Regions from separate parts of the Mus musculus genome. Here all the other regions are linked to region 2. A link is a contact called in public HiChIP or PLAC-seq data. All regions are on one chromosome and are shown on one strand. Each heading gives the region's core, a stretch centred on a gene start, on an enhancer-like site or on the middle of the called end of the contact. The rest is flanking DNA. Distances are from core to core; before and after follow the strand shown.

Region 1 (4,192 bases), core at 1,057-3,556, 170 kb after region 2:
TGCTCTAAACCTCTTCCAGGCAGCTTGTCTGTTTTCTGATTTTTTTCCAGGCAGCTGCTCTGTGTCTGGTCTCAAAAACAGTCTTTGCAGCTTGGCTTGTCTGAGAGAAGAAACTCAGCTTTTATTGTTTACTTTGGCAGAAGGGGGCCTAGTGAATCTGGTCAGTTTCAGGGACTTCCTGAATCTGTTTTGAGTTGTTTACCTTCCTACTCCAGGAACTCTGTGCAGAATGGAATGTTTCAATCTTGAGTAAAGGATTATGTAGCAGGAGGCCACTGGCCCCAGTCCAGGGTGTGGCTGTCCTCTTGGCTCTCCTTATCTCTCTGGTCTCTTCTCCCTTTCTCTTCTTGCCATGTGTCAATAAGTTTAAACCTTGCAGAGCAGACTCAACCAGAAGCCTTCAGAAAAGCAAAGAGTAGTGCTGATTTGGGGGAGGGGCGGCACACCCAGCACTCTCCCTAAAATAGTATTTGGAAACCACTCAGGGACTTTTCTTTCCCAGTCTTCTAAAACTCAGGGATGCTGGAACATAATGGTTTCTGTGTTGCTCTTCAGCTGTCTGCATGTATGAGATGCTGCAGGGGAGTTAATCCCCATTCCGTCTGCTGAGCATCTCATGTGTTTGATTAGTTGGTTGGTTGGTTGGCTGGTTGGTTGGTTTTTCGAGACAGGGTTTCTCTGTGTAGCCCTGGCTGTCCTCGAACTCACTTTGTAGACCAGGCTGTCCTCGAACTCAGAAATCCGCCTGCCTCTGCCTCCCGAGTGCTAGGATTAAAGGCATGCACCACCACGCCCGGCTTATCTCATGTGTTTTTAACCTGAGCTGAGTGCTGAGGACTTCCCAGGACAGACAGCCTTACTCTCCACCCTTTCCGACGACAGCAAGGCTAGCCCAGAATCCCCTCGGGAGTCCTAGGACCCAAGGAGTTCTCTGTACCTATTCCATTGTTGGCACCTGTTCTAGAGCCCTGGACTCTTGAGTTATTGCAACTGTGCCCATTTCCTGTAGTTCATTCTCAGTGTATGAGGTTTTGTTTGTAGTTGAAATTCTCTCCCCCAATCCCTGTCTGATTCAAAATCCAGGCCTGTCCAGTGTTGCGTGTATTTGGCTATGATGTCTCTAGGCTCCTTCTATCTGTGTCAGTTCCTAGAACTGACGATTTCTGAAGGGGACAGGTTACTTTGACTTGGACAGATATTTCCTCCCGTCCTTTTGGTACAGAATGACTACCGTAGGGATCCGTGTCCATCCCACGGCATACTAATGACATACTGGCAATCTCCGTTTTTACTGTTATCATTCGGTTCCAGCGTTGGGTTGCCAAAAACGTAAGAATTAATTTTTTAGTATTTCTCATGCCTGGAAGAAGTAAGCCCTTAGGCAAGAGGAAAGAAAAGTCACAAAAGTGGTCCTCAGCTGAAATGCTCCAGACTCCTCCCAGAGAGGCCGTCATGACCCTCTGGCAGCCGGGAGGCCCTCACTCAGTGGCCTCCAAAAGGGAAGACAAAGTGGAAGAGTATCCCGAGTCTTAGAGTTGCTCAGTGGAGGACGGTCTGGGATTCAAGCATGCCGCACAGCATATAAATGCAAATGCACGTGGGAATGAAATGTATGCTGAACCCAGGGAGAGCTCCAGGAACAGCAGATGCTCCGGGTTTCTAGCCCCGGGGCAGCTGCTGTGGGAGGCTCAGACCTAGCCAGCACGCCTGCCCTGGGTCCGCATGCTGTTGCTTGTGAAGACTAGGTTGTTCTCCCTCGCTAACTCTAAATGATGTGAGACCCAGAGATGATCATGGGAAGGCCACACATCCTTCCATCTACCCATGGAAATTGTGCTTAGTTGAGTGCATACGGGAGCAGGAGCTCAGTGAAGGAAACCTCTATCGATGTCTGTTTATTGAATAAAGGACCAGCACCATATGCCTCTCGCCTTGTGGCTGGCAGGCCTTCTACCTGCTGGATATGTGAGAGCCGGGCGCCCCCTGTGAGGTTTAGGAATGGCAGCTAACAGTCAGAACTCCTCTTTCCAGTCAGCCAGACATGTTCCTCACCTGCCTGACAGGATGAGATATGGGCCTAGCACCATGGTACCCAGACTCCATGGACCCTGGCCAGGGTGGCCTCCTCCATTTCACCTGCATAGGCGTGTTCATCTGGAGGCTCACCTCAAGTTTAAGCTGCTGCTCCCGGCATCCTTTATGCAAGCAGAGTGGGAGGAATAGGAAGGAGCTCCAAAGGGGGCCATTACCTGTCCAGGGCTATGACTCACTTCTCAACGTGTCATTTTAGGAGAGGGGATCGTGCTCCGTGTGTGGGGAGGTGAAGCAGGTGGGAGGAGGAGCTCGGAAGAGCAGGTTTCTGCAGCCCTCGCGCTGTCTGCCATAGCTGGGATTTTTCCAGAGCTATGCGAGAGAGCCCAATCCTTGGAACAGTAGGGAGTGGGTACCCACCTATCCCACCTCTGTCTCACCCCCTCCTCCTTCCTCCCTGCAGGCCAGCCAGCTGGGTGTGTACCGAGCCTTTGTGGATAACTACGGAGTGGCCATGGAAACTGCAGAGAAGTGCTGTCAGGCCAACGCTCAGTTTGCAGAAATCTCTGAGGTAATGAGCAAGCGCCATGACGCTGCCGTGCAGGCCAGAGTACTGCTGACTCCCACCGTGTCCTCCCACTCCCTCGATGCGATGCGTGATGCATTGTGGGACGGTCGTTGGGAGAACAAAGTAGAGCAGATTAAAGGATGGGTATGAACCCCAGCTCTGACTCAGAGTTCTCTGGGTCAGCTCCATGGCTGGACATCTGTCATGATTCAATAGGAATAGTCCTGACAGTGCTGTTACCCAAGGGGCAGGGCCTGATTCCAGAGGCCCACCGATGTCTTAATCTATTGCAAAGTGTTCAGGGCTGTGTACTTTATAAAGAATAGAAATGTATTCAGCTGTGGTTGGAAACTGAGAAGCCTGGTCACATTGAGTGTTTTGGTTAGGGTTTTACTGCTGTGATCAGACACCATGACCAAGGCAACTCTTATAAGGACAGCATTTAATTGGACTGGCTGAACTCAGAGGTTCGATGGGAGCAGGGCAGCACCCAGGCAGGCGTGATGCAAGAGAAGTTGAGAGTTCTACATCTTTATCCAAAGACAGACAGGAGAGGGCTGGCTTCTAGGAAGCTAGGAAAAGGGTCTTAAAACCCACCCCGACAATGACACACTTCCTCCAACAAGGCCTCACCCACTACAACAAGGCCACACCTTCTAATGATGTCACCCTCTGGACCAAGCATATTCAGACCACCACATTGAGGTACATCTGTTGAGTGTCTTGCTGTATTACGACAGAATGTTACATGTCAGGATAGACCAAGCAGATCAGTTAAGGTCTACCTTTGTGACCTTATCTAATCCTATTCACATCAAAGATCCCAGCTCCAGTCACCGTGAACATGCATAGTAGGCCGTGAACATGCATAGTAGGGCTTCCTGTTTCCTGTTACTGGTTCATGGGCTTTTGGAGGACACATTCAAACATCAGCAACCATGTATCCTGGCTCCCTTGTCTGTCGTTATTGTAATTCTACCCTGTGTCCCATCATGGGAGTCTTAGTTAGAGTTCCTATTGCTGTGAAAAGACATCTCAACCACAGCAATTCTTATAAAGGAAAACATTTCATTGGGGGGGCTGGCTTACAGTTCAGAAGTTTAGTCCATTATTGTTGTGGGAGGAAGCATGACAGTGTGCAGATGGACATGGTATGGAAGAGGAGCGGAGAGTTCTACATCTGAATACACAGGTGTCAAGGAGAGAGACAGACAGACGACAAGACACACAGACTGGGCCTGATTTGAGCATCTGAAACCTCAAAGCCTGCCCCCAGTGGCATGCTTCCTCCAACCTGGCCACGCCTCCTAACAGTGCCACTCAAACTACCACAATGGAATCTGCTCTGCATTCTTGTCACAAGAGGCTGTGCAGAAGCCATCTGCTCTGTGGCTTTCCTGCCAACAGTCTTTGAGCACCAGGGTTCAAAGTTGTTGTTCCTGTAGCCCTCTACTAGTGGAAGCTCCAGACTGTAGCACCCCAGGCCTGAGGGTTGCTTCCTTCCTATTTGCATTTAACCTTAATAGACTAAAACCTCAAGCCATGGCACGTTGTGAGTCTCTAGGCCTTAAAAGAGTGCCTCAGTTACAGAGA
Region 2 (4,357 bases), core at 1,756-4,255:
CTGCTTTCCTCAGTACCGAAATGGCCTCAGTGTTAAACGCCAGTAGAAGCTATGCATCCCCTTGACTGGCACTTGATTCTGCCCTAACTCTGCCCCTGGGGCTAAGCTTCCCAGGAAACCCCAGGGGCTGATGTCCCTGCTCCCTGAGACTACTGTCTTGAGATGAGACATACTCGGGCTAAGGGAAGGACAAAGTGAAGTGAGGCCGGAAAAGTTATAATTTTAGAGGTGATCTCCTTGCTTCTATCTAGCCCCCTTCCTTGGTAAGAGACTGAGGCCCAGAGAGCAAGGCCCAACACCAAAGGATTGCCAGCAAAGCATCTGTCTCTAAGCAGCAAAACCAAGACTCATTCTGAGACAGAGGGGGAAATTTAAAACTAAAGTTTGTGCCTGGCAGTGTCTTTTCTGCTCATTTACATTGTTGCTTTTCAGCTAAGAAGACAAGAGGCAGGCCTGGATATTTATAACTAACCCAGGTGCAGTCTGACATGTTGGGGGGGAAATACACGGACCCCAAGGAAAACAAAATGCAGAAACCCACCCTGTTGCCACAGCCTGAGAATCAGTGAGTGTTGGGAGATAGGGATAGGCAGAGCACAGAAAGGAGCCAGCCAGGACAGATGCCATCCCTAAAGGACAGGTCCTGGATAGCTGAAGCTCCAGAGAGGAGCAGGATGCCCCCTGCCCACAGTGGAGAAGCAGGAAGGCTAGCAGAGGACCAGCTAGGTTCAAGTCAATAGGGAGTAAATGTCCCTGAGATTTTATTTACTTTATTTATTTATTTTTGTTGTTGTTGTTGTTGCAGCAGGCTCTAGCCAGCACTAGACCTTGTAGACTGACTTTGGAGCTTGTTCCTCTTTTCTCTATTCGAGGTTTTCATTATCTGACTATTCTCAACAACATAGCTCACACAGTCTGTGAGCCCATGCCTCTCTCAACTGCCTTCTCGGATGTAGAAAACTAATCTTAAACTTCTCTGCTGGCTCTTAAGCCAACCTCCTCAATCTTACTAAAAGGCCATTAGCTAGTAGTCTTGCAGGTTTGATAGGCGCCAGTGTGCACAAGTTAGCCTTTCTAAAGGTTCTCGCTGAACCTCACGTCCCTTCATGCCCACCCTGGAACTCACCTCTCTCTGATATCCTTGCTCAGCCCAAGCATTTTTCTTCAAAAAGCTAGCCCACTGTTCATTGTTCTCCTTTCTATATGCTCCTGAAGCCCCACTGGATTGCCATAACGACATAGCTACAAGAACGAATGATCATGCTTTCTACATGCTCTCCCTCCACTTTACAGCTTCCAGTGTCTTCTTTTTTTATAATTATTATTATTATTAGTAGTAGTAGTAGTACTAGTACTAGTATTTTATTTATTTACATTTCAATTGTTGTCCCCTGGTAGGGGTCCCCCCTCCAAGAACACTCCCACCCCCTCCCCCACCCCCACTCACCCACTCCCACCTCACCCTTCTAAAAAGGTGAGAGCTATATGCTATAAGTATGCAAAGTGTGGAGGCCACCAGTAAAAGACCACATGAGACAAAAGCCTCTCACTTTGTGGTAGTTGCCAGTGTCAGGTCCAGCAGACCCCAACCAGCCCAGGTAGACTGTCTAGGGACTAGCCTCTGCTCCCTCGCCAGGAATATTGTAAGTTCCATTGCAAATTCAACTGTCAAATGTAATTCCTACATTGGTTTTACCCTCAGCAGAAGGATGAACTCTGCCCCCTGAACCTGCTGCAGAAACTGCCTCTGCCCAGCCTAAATCACTTGCTAAGGTGTATTTCCTACATACATTAACCCTCTGAAGAGTCGATAGTACAGTTTTTGACAGATTAGGAGACTGACTCTCAGCCAGGTTCCAGTGACAGACTGGCTGCACAGCCGGATGAGTTGGTAGAAATGCTCTTTAGCCATTAGCAAAAGTCCTTCGGTCCTTATTGGTCACTGTAGCAAGACAGGTGTCTTGACTGGCTTCAGTAGTACCCATAACCAGTACCTGGTCCCATCCCTAAAAGTTTAGGCAGCCCTTTCACAGGTGGGCTGTCTACCTGGGGTATGCAGTACAACAGTCAGCCACTGCACAATTGAGACAATCCCACGGAAAGTGGTGTGATGTTGTCCTGCCTCTGGAGCGTCTAGCTGGCAAGCACCAACATTATCGTCATGGCTCCCCATCTCATCCTGGGCTCTAAGGCACATATGCTTAAAGTTACAAGGATGGAGAAGGCAGAGAGGCACTATTGTGGTGGCACCTGGCCTGAGTCTTTCTTGTACAGGAGTAAGGTACTACCAGCCAAGACCCACAGACGGACTCCTCCTGATGAGAGTAGAATCTCACAGCTAGGTTCGTTTGTCAAAGATCTGATGTCTCCTGGGGAGTTTCCAAAGAGGTCAGGGGCTTCATTGATCTGGGACCCTTCGGCTTCTCTCTGTTGCGGGGGTCGACTCCCAGAAGTGCCCCTACATGCTAAAAAAGGAGAGCAGAAGAGAGGGCGAACCATATGCTGCGAAATCTCTCCAGCTTAACCCATCAGGGTTTTCTCGCGCCCTAAAGGATTATTGACATTATCCAAGGAAGCCTGGACGACAGCACCTTGCAAAAAGACATTGTGGGAGAATAGGTTGCCAGGGCTGAGTTCGAACCCCATTTGAGGTAGGGCAGGAAAGCCAGCGTGCAAGGAACCGGGGCTACACTGCTCTGAAGGTGGGTTTCCCAAGATGCTAGAAGTAGCTTCGGGAAGGCTCGGCGCAGTGCAGTGCCACAGTAGCTGGAGCCAGCAGCGCGTGCGGTAAGGCGGCGCGCGCACAGCCGCGCCCCTCCCCTGTCTGTCGTTATTGGACTACTCGCACGTCCGTCGGCAGTTATCGCCCAATGGAAAACGAGCCGGAGCTAGTGGTCGGGCGGCAGCGCGTGGTGCGGGGCAGACAAGCGGCAGACCCCGCCCGCGGTTGGCCTGGCAACGGACTGCGCTCGCGACTCCGCCCCCTGCCGGCGGCGGCGCGGTGCGGGGCGGGTGGACCCGCTTGCAGGCGGCGCGGGAGGGCGGAGGAGGGAGCCAGGGCGGCGGAGCGTGTGTGCCACCCGCGGACCGGTCACGTCCTCGCGCGGCCGCCGGCACCCGCTTCGTGCAGAACCAGGGCGCCACAGCCCTACGCTCGCGGCCCCGCCCCGCCGGGTGCAGCTCGACCGACGCACGAAGCCGCGCCCGGGAGGTGAGTGAGTGAGCGCACCAGCGGCCCCGGCGCGCACAGCTGAACCCGGGGCTGGGGGCGCGGCTGGGGCGCACCCCACCCCCACCCGGGTCGGGGCCTGGGGCCTTTGTGCTGGGGACCCGAGATCTATAGGGCTAGGGGTGCAGAGGCAGGGATGCCCCTCCGGGTGGGAGAGCCCGCTAGGGGTGGGGTTGTCTGCTAGGTGGGCAGGGGGTGGCTATGGCCCAGACAGGTGCCTTGGGAGGGAGGAGCGGCGGCCCAGTAACCCTTGGAAGGGGTGGCTGCCACCTGACGAAATTGGGCAGGGGGTGCAGAGGATGATGTGGGACCACTGCACGCCCTGAGCGGGTGCGGAGTGCAGGCGGGCGATCTGCAGGAGCGACGCCAGGCGGGGGGTCTCTCTCCGGGGGTCCAGGGGTACAGGCAGCCGCAGGTGTCAGGAGCTTGGCCTTGGGTAAAAAAATAAAAAAATAAAAACGGGAAGAGAGGGCCCTGAGGCCCGGTACAACAGCTCGCTGTTCTCGGTCATCGCTCTTGCAACGGAGCAGGTTCCTTGGAGGCATTTGGAGCCAGAGATGAGTATCGACCTGCTGCGATTGTAATGTGTTCCTGGCTCAATATTTTTTCCCTTAAAAGGCGGTGGGGTGTTTGGGGAGGGGTGTGAGGGCCTCTGCTCCGGATCCTGCGGTGAATCTATGGGGGCTCTGCCTTTAGGGAGGTGCTGAGCCTATCTGGATGGAGGATGGCAGGAATCTGCCTAGGCCGAGAATTGGGGATCCTGTTACAGAGAGGAGGATGGGAAAGCAATGCCAAGTGAGACCAGGGTTCCCTGGAGTGTGAGTCTCAGGGTGGAGGGACCAGCCTGGTAACGATGTCGCCTTGTCTGTGGAGGAGATTGGGGCAGGACCCTGAGCCTTGACACTCTTTTCTGCCCAAGTGGTTTCTTAGCGCTGAGAATCATCATCTAGGTCTGCTAACCTGGCCCCTGTCTAGAGGAAGCTGCTTGGCCAGATTCAATTAAGCAAACATTTACTGAGTACTGGCTCCCCTAGGGCTTGTGCTAAGGTGGAAGGGTGGGAGTGGACTGGGCCAGCCCTCCCAGGACTGATTCACCTTCCTCAGGGGGAAATAGGGCTGTGCTCTGAT
Region 3 (4,271 bases), core at 1,019-3,518, 190 kb after region 2:
CAGGTAAAGAGCCCTCAAAAGCAGTAATGTTAGCAAAGGAAAGGTCGGTCTGTTAATGTTCCACTCCCTCTCCACCCCAGCAAAACCCAGCAATATGACTGTAAATGGTACATTCCGCTCACGGACCTCAGCTTCCAGATGGTGGATGAATTGGAGGCACTACCCAACATCCCTCTGGTGCCAGATGAGGAACTGGATGCCTTGAAGATCAAAATCTCCCAAATCAAGAGCGACATCCAACGAGAGAAGGTGTGACTGTCTGGGAGAGCACATACTAGGTTCTATGTAGTCTGAGGGCACAGCAGGCCCTCATGTGCACACCACACAGGTGCTTCCTCGGTCTGGGCCAAGCATCTGGCCCCACAGCTGGTCTCCAGGATCTGCTGGGACCCTTGAGAGTTCCCAGCTCCCAGAGTACTATCCATGTGATCCTAGATGGACTCTACTTGTTTTGAGAGCCTCCAACTAAATTCGAACTCTTATACCAAAGTCACTAGCAAGCCAGCCCCAATGGGAAATGAGACTTACTGGTGATGGTGCCCACAGAGTCCTGTTATAGGATGCTTGCCTTGTCTGTAAAACTGCCTGATACCCAGGTGCCTGACATGTAACCAGAGACTCTTGCACCAGAGGCTTGTTTGCACTCCTGGGTGACCTGTGGTTCCTGTCTGACCCAAGGCCAGTTTACGCCTGCCTCTCCATCACTCAGATGTTAAGAGCCGAACTTTATACCTCTCCTCTCCCCCTTCTCATCTTTTCCTCTGCCCCATCCTTGCATCCCAAGAAAACCTGGCCTAGGGTAGGCTCTGATGTTTCTCATGGAAGATGTAAATGTAATATATTTCCCCAATAGGAAACAAGCTGGAAGGTTATTACTCACAGATCCTGAACAAGAAAGGTATACAGGGCGGGAGGACCATTTCCCACCACCCCCAAGTTACGTCAAGTCGAAATGAAAAGCGTCAGGCAGAGAAAGGGTGCATACTCGGGACAACAGAAGCATTCTCTTGCTTTTGTGTTATACAACACAAGCCCCACTCTGGCCTGGATTAACCCCAGACACTAAGGGTCCCCATTCTCACACCTTATACTTCTAAAACTTCTAAAAGTTTTCCAGAAAAAAAAAATCTGCTGAGTTGTCCTGGCTAGTATCCTGACCCTAAGCAGTCCCCTTACCTCAGCCTCCTCCATATTTGGAACTTCAAATGCATGTGCCATTCACCCAGCAGTGTATAGGGAATAGGGTATGGATTGATTTGGGTTTGCATGCAAGTGTTTGAATGCTTTGCATAAGAGGAGTTGGAAAAGCCAAGAGCCTGGACTCCTAGGCAGGATAGAGGCCTCCAGGGTATGGCCTTGTGCTGTCACACCTCAAAGTCCTTGTCTCTGGAGCTTTTGAGGTTCACCATGCTGATCCTCGGGCAGTATCCAGGGAGATGTGCGTAACCACTTAGTGGCATCCTGCTTAGGCTGTCGAGGGCTCACAGTCTGGGATGAGAGGCTGGAGAGTGTGGCCCTTCCAGCTGCTTTGGATCACAGGCTCCTGAGGTTTTTTTTCTGGAAAACTAATAGAAGTTTTAGAAGTAAAGAGTGAGAATGAGAACCCCTAGAGTCTGGGGCTAATCTAGGCCAGAGTGGGGGCCCTGGCATTAGCCACAAATGAGCAGTATCTTCAGAAGATTGGCCTTAGCTCAGGGATGCTCCCTCAATCCCTGGTGAGGTATCGCAGCAGGACAGGTCCTCTTCAGCTTGCATGCCCCCTTCGTCCATTGCCACACTGCAAGCGTAGCACATTTAGCAGCATGTAGCAAAACCCCCTAGCTTCAGAAAGGGAGACCCAAGACCACAGTAGATAATAGGTCATTTATTCATGGTTTCTGTAGTAGAGTGTCTCCGAGCAGACAGGGAGCAAGCAGAAAAGGTCCCCTAGGTCCTAGTCACTCCCGAATATTGTCCAGGTTTTGAAAAAAACCTGAAGGCCTCTCCTCTGCTTTTATAAGGCGACCTGACTCCTTTGGAAAGGGCCTAAACGAGCATATCCCTAGTTTGTCCTGGGGCTCAGCCCAAAGAAAAAAGCTCTTCACATCCTCTAAGGGGCACCAGCAACAGCCAAGGAAGGTCCTGGGCTGTATGAGCAGGCAGATGGGATTTCTGTGTCACATGAGCCCGGGGTTAAAGGTGGAGAGCAATGAGCCACAACTGAGGAGGAGCAGGTGACATTGGTTCCAGATGAAAAGGCAGGGCTGTTCTCTCTCCACAGAGAGCAAATAAGGGCAGCAAGGTCATGGAGAGGCTGAGGAAGAAGCTGTCAGAGCAGGAGTCACTGCTGCTGTTAATGTCTCCCAGCATGGCCTTCCGCGTTCACAGTCGCAACGGCAAGGTGAGTGCCAGCTGCAGTCCAGACTCTCCCAGCTGCCTTCCGTCCCCAGCTCTCATGTGCCTTTGCAATAGCTGTTCTTCAGCACAGGGGATCATCCCCATTCGGAAAGATATCACCGCAGCATGTCACATGTCCCTTGAGGGTACACATCCCTCTAATGGTGCTTTGGGCTTATAGTCTCCATAGCAGATGACTCAGCTCCTACAGCTGGGAAGTGGTAAGGGCTCCAGGGAGGGAATAGGGCAGGCAGCGTACATGTGTTCGCAAATGTGACCTCGAGTACAAGAACTCTGCCTGGGGAACTCCAGGGTCATTGACATTCTCTTCCGGTCTGGTGCCATTTGTAGCCCAAGACTTTCCCTCCATAGCACCATATGTACTTGTGAACACATAAGATGATTTACTCTTTAGCACACGGCGGGGAAGACAGGTGACAGACTTTGTAGACCCTTGTCTCCATCTTGTCTTCTTCCGATTGGATGCAGAGGTTGGATGGCCATCAACCCTCACCTTAAAGAACTGCCTCATAACCCCTCCATATCCTTCAGCTGTCCCCCCTCTGCCAGAGTCATCCCCTGACCCAGACATTTCAAGTAAAGCCTATGCTGGACACAGTCGTACTAGATTTGGGTCCCATAGCCCCAAGTACAGTCAGTACAGGAGAGCGTACAAAACGACCAGCTTGGCCCTGAGCACACCAGGACTCAGGCAGCTGGTGTGTGTCTCCTCAGACAGCCCTCTGGGTTCTCCCAGTGTCGATCCAGCCAGGCTTGGAGATAACTGGGGCATGCTCTTGTCTTTGCTCACCACAGAGTTACACGTTCCTTATTTCCTCTGACTATGAGCGAGCCGAGTGGAGAGAAAGCATCCGAGAGCAGCAGAAGAAATGTGAGTTTTCCCTGTACCTGGAGAACCCAGTGTCTTAGTTGGGTTTCTATTCCTACACAAAGCATCATGACCAAGAAGCAAGTTGGGGAGGAAAGGGTTTATTCAGCTTACACTTCCATACTGCAGTTCATCACCAAAGGAAGTCAGGACAGGAACACAAGCAGGTCAGGAAGCAGGAGCTGATGCAGAGGCCATGGAGGGACGTTCTTTACTGGCCTGCTCCCCCTGACTTGCTCAGCCTGCTTTCTTATAGAACCCAGGACTACCAGCCCAGGGATGGCACCACCCACAGTGGTCCCTTCCACCCTTGATCACTAATTACAGCTGGATCTCATGGAGGCATTTCCTCAAGGGAGGCTCCTTTCTCTGTGATAACTCCAGCTTGTGTTGACACAAAACCAACCAGTGCATTGGCCTTCGGCCTTTGGGGGGGGGGGGGCAGATGGATTCTCTGTGGGCCATTGTTGATGTTCTAGCTCTTTTTCCTTCCCCTCCCCTCCCCTCCCTTCCTGGTTTCTCTGCTCTGCTCTTCTTTGGGGAGGGGCTTTAGACCCAGGGCAGATGTGTGGAGCCCCACCTAAATCTGCAAGCACAGAAAGCTCTCCAGCCCCTGTGTGCTCTCCCACCCATCTGCCCTTTGACCTGAGATTCCTTCCCTAGACTGACCCAAATCCCTCATTCTTGCCAGCTGTTCTTCCCACAGGCTCACACACCTTCTGCCCTCTCACCTGTCCCAGCCAGGCCTTTATGGCATAATCTTCAGTCAGTCTCCTTGGGCCTCCTCTGTTCACCGGCTACTCCCCTGGGGGCTCCATTGCCCTGCCTCTGGAGGCAGTGATGCAGGAAGAGCCTTTGGCTGGACCCACCTAAGGAACCATACTGTGTTGGTCCACTGTCCTCTGCCTAGCTTACCCTAAGACACTTAGACCTCACTGGAATGGCCCCTTCCCTCTCTAGGCAATTCCTCCTCTTGGTGACTTTACCTTTTCTGGAATTGCTATCT

Evidence for each region. HiChIP or PLAC-seq counts read pairs in DNA pulled down with a chosen protein or histone mark.
Region 1: a contact with region 2 is called in an H3K4me3 HiChIP or PLAC-seq map of forebrain, with 2.9 times the contacts expected there. The contact joins the enhancer-like site here to the promoter of Gnaz in region 2. A contact is called at or near these places in 2 of 39 promoter capture datasets (frontonasal cranial neural crest and hematopoietic stem and progenitor cells), 2 of 484 Hi-C or Micro-C datasets (cerebellum and nephron progenitors), 8 of 115 datasets of contacts at active chromatin or transcription factors (T-cell acute lymphoblastic leukemia, double positive thymocytes, embryonic forebrain and 5 more) and 1 of 9 other capture datasets (liver).
Region 3: an H3K4me3 HiChIP or PLAC-seq map of forebrain shows a contact between it and region 2, with 4 times the contacts expected there. The contact joins the enhancer-like site here to the promoter of Gnaz in region 2. A contact is called at or near these places in 8 of 39 promoter capture datasets (the HPC-7 cell line, embryonic stem cells, hematopoietic stem and progenitor cells and 4 more), 1 of 15 datasets of contacts at CTCF or cohesin (large pre-B cells), 5 of 484 Hi-C or Micro-C datasets (cerebellum, embryonic fibroblasts, embryonic stem cells and 2 more), 10 of 115 datasets of contacts at active chromatin or transcription factors (double positive thymocytes, embryonic forebrain, embryonic hindbrain and 5 more) and 4 of 9 other capture datasets (adipose tissue, embryonic stem cells, liver and 1 more).

What each region holds. Positions count from the first base shown.
Region 1 is chr10:75,133,400-75,137,591 of GRCm38.p6, forward strand. It overlaps Bcr (BCR activator of RhoGEF and GTPase), which reads left to right. Exons shown (of 23, transcript NM_001081412.2): 5 at 2,495-2,602. Among named protein-coding and RNA genes, the nearest start is that of Bcr, 75 kb to the left of the region's middle. Within about 2 kb of position 2,307, at least 22 of the 459 cell types and tissues checked have an H3K27ac peak or open chromatin away from gene starts, as enhancers often do. A contact at or near this core is called in cerebellum and forebrain, where this site is marked.
Region 2 is chr10:74,964,172-74,968,528 of GRCm38.p6, forward strand. Gnaz (guanine nucleotide binding protein, alpha z subunit) reads left to right here and starts at 3,006. Exons shown (of 4, transcript NM_010311.4): 1 at 3,006-3,211. The region is part of intron 4 of Rsph14 (radial spoke head homolog 14 (Chlamydomonas)); the gene reads right to left.
Region 3 is chr10:75,154,818-75,159,088 of GRCm38.p6, forward strand. It overlaps Bcr (BCR activator of RhoGEF and GTPase), which reads left to right. Exons shown (of 23, transcript NM_001081412.2): 10 at 81-249; 11 at 2,261-2,380; 12 at 3,193-3,268. Among named protein-coding and RNA genes, the nearest start is that of Specc1l, 55 kb to the right of the region's middle. Within about 2 kb of position 2,269, at least 15 of the 459 cell types and tissues checked have an H3K27ac peak or open chromatin away from gene starts, as enhancers often do.